Regions from separate parts of the Hordeum vulgare genome. Here region 2 is linked to region 1. The links are chromatin contacts, called in public Hi-C maps. All regions are on one chromosome and are shown on one strand. The core of a region is the stretch at or near the end of the contact, and the rest is flanking DNA. Distances in the headings are between cores, read along the strand shown.

The links. Hi-C and Micro-C count contacts between places; a contact is called where the count stands out from the background.
Region 2: a contact with region 1 is called in a Hi-C map of leaf, with 4 times the contacts expected there. The contact joins the promoter of LOC123401161 here to the promoter of LOC123403078 in region 1. A contact is called at or near these places in 2 of 6 Hi-C or Micro-C datasets (leaf and seedling).

What each region holds. Positions count from the first base shown.
Region 1 is chr6H:345,748,795-345,751,707 of MorexV3_pseudomolecules_assembly, forward strand. It overlaps LOC123403078 (glycine-rich RNA-binding protein-like), which reads left to right and starts at 1,328. Exons shown (of 2, transcript XM_045097051.1): 1 at 1,328-1,510; 2 at 1,597-2,271. The coding sequence starts at 1,394. The coding sequence ends at 1,968.
Region 2 is chr6H:345,877,068-345,879,992 of MorexV3_pseudomolecules_assembly, forward strand. It overlaps LOC123401161, which reads right to left and starts at 1,662. Exons shown (of 4, transcript XM_045094891.1): 1 at 1,218-1,662; 2 at 931-1,113; 3 at 48-377. The coding sequence starts at 1,361. LOC123403653 (B-box zinc finger protein 25-like) reads right to left here. Exons shown (of 2, transcript XM_045097569.1): 1 at 2,893-2,925; 2 at 2,338-2,778. The coding sequence ends at 2,521.

The sequences.
Region 1 (2,913 bases), core at 78-2,577:
CTAGGTTGGGTTAAGATTAGACAGGTGACGATGATTTTGGTCGATCACCTTCCTAGCGGACGGGCAACTGTCTACGAGATTCTTGGTGTGAGTTGGCTCAACTTTAGTCATCATCTTGGCCATAGCTTATGGTTGGATGGAGAAGGGAGCACAAATATGGACGGGGTGGTGGTGGTGTGTGATAGAAGTTGGCGTGTTCAATGTGATCCTGTTGTCGCTCTCCATGACACTATTTCTAGCTATCATCAACTATGATGGTACCCTCCCCCACTACTCTACCTTCAACATCAAAGTGAAGTCCCCTCCAACATATCAATCTTGCTTCCTTCTAGGAATTAGTAAAGTAAAAAATGTCTTTACATCCCTTTATGTATTTAAGAGGCTCCATGTTTCCCTTCTCTCCAATCCCCAAGTTGGCTCTTCAGAATATCGAGCACATCAAAATTCATGCTATCTTCCATGGCGATTATTATCTCGGTGTCGCTGAAGGCAATATCATCAACTACATTACAACTTTTTGTGTCAATTTACATGCATCAACTTGGGAACAACAGACATGAGAAACTCTTTGAGCCCATTGACATTTTGCTTTCCGTGATAGCGAACCCTCCTTGAGCTTTCCATGGGTTTCATGGGTAGTTTGAATGTGGCTTCACAATATTATCTGCTTTCAGAGGGCGTTATTTCTCAATCTACACTCATAGTCATGCAGTGAAGGTCTATGCATCCCCATGGCATGCTTGCACCAGATGGTTCTTAGCATTGATTTAAAAATAGCAGCACAATAGCCAGCGAACTTTCCCTGGATGACTTGGTATTTGTGAATGTTTTTATGGCAAATTCATCGAAAACATATGACGATTTTTTCGAAGACGGGTGCCAATTACTTCCGGCAGACAAGGGATTTACCGTAAAAATTGCAATGTTCGCTTGAAAGGATTGTTACCCGAACATAAATTGCCGCGAAAAATGTTCGTTTGCCCTGGTCCCCCAGGGAACGTTCTCTGAATGACATTACTGTAAGGAAAAGAGCGGAACTCCAATTTTACTGTATGTTTGTAAATTTGTGACACCGTTTATCCGTTTAAAAATCCTGCCCATTCTACGTAGACTATATTCTTCACTCTGTATCCGAGGTGGATATGTCTCGGTTTCGATCGATCAGATCATTGCAGTGTCGACACCATGGTTCAGTTTGCTATACGCATGTCGTCACTATGTTGGTATACTGCCATGCTCGGTGTGAGTTGGACGCGATCCGGACGGCGCGTCAACGTCGCTATAAAGCTCGGCCGCGGCGCCCTCCTCTCATTGCTCTCGCAGAGTGTGGTGGGTTGTCTTCTTCTCTCCCTCCGGTACGCGCGCGCTTGGTTCGTGTGAGGTTCCCGTGGGAATGGCAGAGTCGGACGGCGCCGAGTACCGCTGCTTCGTCGGCAGCCTGTCCTGGAACACCGACGACCGCGGCCTCGAGGCTGCTTTTAGCTCCTTCGGAGAGATCCTCGACGCCAAGGTCCGCCGCACACCCATCCTTCTCACTCTTCTCGATATTGTTTGCTGCTTTCAGTTTTCTGACTCGACCATGCATGGCGCGTGCAGATCATCAACGATCGCGAGACTGGGAGGTCCCGCGGCTTCGGCTTCGTCAGCTTCTCCAACGAGCAGGCGATGCAGGACGCCATCGAGGGGATGAACGGTAAGGAGCTCGACGGCCGCAGCATCGTCGTCAACGAGGCCCAGTCTCGCGGGTACGGCGGCGGGGGTGGCGGCAGGTACGGCGGCGGCGGCGGCGGAGGTGGTGGCAGGTACGGAGGTGGTGGTGCGTATGGCCAGCGCCGCGACGATGGCTATGGGGATGACGGCTACGGCGGTGGCCGGGGTTACGGAGGCGGTCGCTATGGCGGTGGCAGGGGGTACGGTGGGCGGCGTGACGGCGGCTACGGCCGCGGAGGCAACTCCGACGGATACTGAAGGAACTGAGGGAACGGCCCCACACGGCTAGTCATCTTGCGAGTTCGTCGTCGTGATCCCGAGTTATCTTGTCTCTTGTGTTCTGTGGTTTCTCGTTTGTGTTTTTGATCGCAAGCTCGTCGGTAGTTAGCTAGTATTATGGTAAAATTAGTTAGCTGTCCCGGTGAAGAAAATCGATCAAGCAGTGGAGTCACTATCGTGCTATCTTGTTTGTATTTTTTTTTTTTTTGCGATGAACTATCGTGTTATCTTGTTATTGACGCAATCCCATTGTAGGGATGTTATACCAATCTTTTTTCCATCTCGGCTTTTCCAAATTTTAACTATGTGTTGAAATTTCAGAGCATCTCTAACAGATCCGGTAATGCAAAATCATTTTGGGCATCCATCTAAAACGATTTTACATGAGCGTGAAGGTTCCGATAGAAAAGATCCGGTAAAGTTTGTACCGTAAAATTAAAAACATGTTTGCGCTACAAATAGTTCATCACACAATCATACTTCGTACGTAGGAAATACAAAGTTCATACAATTAAACCTAGATCGAAAGACTCACTCATCGACACCGAGGTAGAACTTCTCCACAGACTTGCAGCGCGTGTCGGCAAGGGCATGCTCGTCCTTTGTGGCGGAGAGACGGTCGGCAACACCTTCATCTCTGGCCGCCACCACGTGCTCAACGGCAAGGAGCTCCACATCTACCTCACGTCACCTCCGGATGTGCGGGAAAACGGCGATGTGGAGCTCGTTGAAGCCTGCTGTGGGGCTCTGCCCTTCGTTGTGGGAGAGCCTATCGTGGGCATGAGCTTGCTTGGAGCATCATGGCTTGGCGGTGGGTGTGGGATCGAGAAGAGTGGTCGAGAGGGAGGGGGGCTAAATAGACACTTAACATGGCAAAGGTGTAATTTTAGATCCTCTTGAATCTTAGGTAGATTGCACAAGTTA
Region 2 (2,925 bases), core at 412-2,911, 130 kb after region 1:
ATATATTGTATGCAGCTAAAAAATTTAGTGAGCACTAAGATAATTACCTTCCCCGTGGCAATTGTCACCGGGTCAATCATAACTTGGCCACACAGTGGACAGGTAAGATATTCTGGAATATCAGAATCCCTGGTACGCTGCTCTGCAAGCTTCCTATCCCTCAGGTTATCCATTGCAAGCATGAATAGGGGAGTAGGCCTGCGCCCGCCCGCTTGCTGACTATCACGCAGCCCTCTGAAATGATTACGTGCGGCAAACTTCTCTTGCTGACGCAACCCTCGCAATTTTCTCACAACTCTTACATCACTCCATTCTCTTTTTGGGGTCAAATGAGAACCATCTCCGCAGAATTCAAAGTATAAAGGGCACGGAGTTCCCTACATGGGTTTTGATCAAACAGATACGATTCCTTAGTAAGTTGGATTACAAGTTTATAAGCTACCAACTTCTCTTAAGCAAAGAATTCAAGATAGACATAGGGAATGATACTAAATGAAAACAAAACACCAGATAATGCAAGTTTGAGTCACTGAGATTGATGAAATTTGAACCCAATAAATTCAATTCCAGAATACAAATAAATTGTAGGATCTTATTAACAGAGGTCAATAGATGGTTTGTCTTTTAAGGATAGTAGATGAAAAGGGTGCCTCTGTTAACACATTAGATCATACTACCAGCCCTGTAGACCTAAACATAATTCCAGTGTGCACTATTTGTAAGTTGTAAGGTGAGGCAATAACCCATTCAGATAACTGGTTCACGTGAAATCACCATAGGTATAAATTAACAATTTGCAGGTATTACTAATGTGAACAAATATCATTTATGGCACAGAATCATATATAGGAATTGCCATGTTATTAATAACAAAAAATCAGTAACACAGCAAAAAGAAGCAGATATAGGGTGCTGCAGTTTATAGCTCACCAAAGGTCCAGCAACCTCCTCCATCTTCTCTTTGTCATATAGCTGCTCCACCAAAGCAAGAGCAAACTCGATTGCTGTTCCTGGACCCTGGCTGGTCACCACATTTCTATCCACCACCACCCTGGAGTTCACAAGGATCACTTCAGAAGTGAACTTCTCCATGAATGACGGGTAGCAAGTCGCCTGAGGTAACAAAGCACGACAGCAATTTGTGAATACAATTCATCTTTCCACCAAGACCACCCTACGACAGTCAATTGATCATAAAACGCTCACGAATTATTCACCTTTAAACCTTTGAGCATGCCCCAATGGGCCAACGTCACCGCGGGCACAGCGCAAATGGCGCCATAGAGTTCCCCCTTCTCTGCATACATCTTGACCATCTTCTCGAGCACTTTACAGTCTCTGAGATTAGTTGATCCCGGCATCCCGCCCTACACCGAATTAAGCAGCAATACCAAATGATCAGGCCATGTGTGTCAACATCTTTGAGGTTGCAGCGAGCGCGAACGCCAATGGAACAGTTAGGCAGGCATAGTAGGCGGTTGTTGATTGATTCAGGGAAAAGAAAAAGGCTGATTTGGTCGAAGCCTTGATTGTGGTCGGAGAGGGGAGTGGTGGACGCCCCGGCAGTGCGATGAGGTCGAAGGCCTCGCCTTCGAGGTCGGCGACGCGGGCGTCGGCGACGAGCTTGACCCCGTAGGCGGCCTACACGAGGAGGCCCTCGTCCCCGGCCGGCGCCCGCGGGTGCGCGAGGCGAGCGGGGGCGGGGCCGAACGGGCGGCGGCGCCGTGTGCGCGAGGCGAGCGAGGGCGGGGCCGAGCGGGCGGCGGCACGGGGTGCGCGAGGCGAGCGGGGCCGAACGGGCGGCGGCGCCGTGTGCGCGAGGCGAGCGAGGGCGGGGCCGAGCGGGCGGCGGCACGGGGTGCGCGAGGCGAGCGGGGCCGAACGGGCGGCGGCGCCGTGTGCGCGAGGCGGGCGGGGGCGGGGCCGAGCGGGCGGCGGCGCCGGGTGCGCGAGGCGAGCGGGGGCGGGGCAGAGCGGGCGGCAGCGCCGGGTGCGCGAGGCGAGCGGGGGCGGGGCAGAGCGGGCGGTTCCAGAACATGGACGTGGGGGTGGGTTTCGTGAGCGATCGAATTAGAGTGATCGGTTTCGTTAACGAAAGATTAGTTTCGTTAATGACGTTTTTAACCCTTGATAATATATCCGACGGTCCTGGATCTGCCCTCTCGTGCTTTTAATCTCGTGCTTTTAATAGTACAGATAAATTTTTATAAAAATTTCGTTAACAAGGGAATTTATATTTTTTAAAATATTTTTATATATATTCATCAGTCTTTCTTAAAAAAGACGGAACGGAGGGAGTGGTCAAAAAGTTGAGTGGAGCATCACAAGCGTGTAGTATTTCACAAAGCTCAGATCTTCGGATGATTATTATATGTCACAGTTGAGTTCAGCGATGCTACGTTAAGATGCACAGGGCACAGTTCGACAGAACACTAGCTTTTGTACACAGCTCCTCTCTGTATACAACAACACTGCAAAATCACACGAGGAAGTACCAGAACCTAAACCTAGGAGTATCGCTTAGCCAAGATCAGGTACGATAAAGAAGTCCTCGTCATCGGCGATCTCGACGCGGGCCTTCTTGCTCTGGCGCACGCCGGCGGTGGCGGCGACTCTGCTCTGCCTGTAGTAGGCCGCGTCGTCTGCCGCCTGCGAGGCAAAGAACTCGGGTACCTCCATGGCCGCCCTGCCGCCCTTGGGCGCGTGGTCGTGGAAGAGCTCCATGTCGGCGGTGAACCACTCCAGCTCCTTGAAGCCGAGAGTCGAGTCCTTGTGCAGCTGCAAATTAACACGAGTATAACATGAGAACAAGGTCGAGACGGAGCCCTAAACAAGGCAAGCACAGACAGGAGCACCGAGATCATCGTATCGGCGGTGGGGTTGGATTGTTACCTTGTCGCTGGACTCGTAGTCCGAGAACTGCAG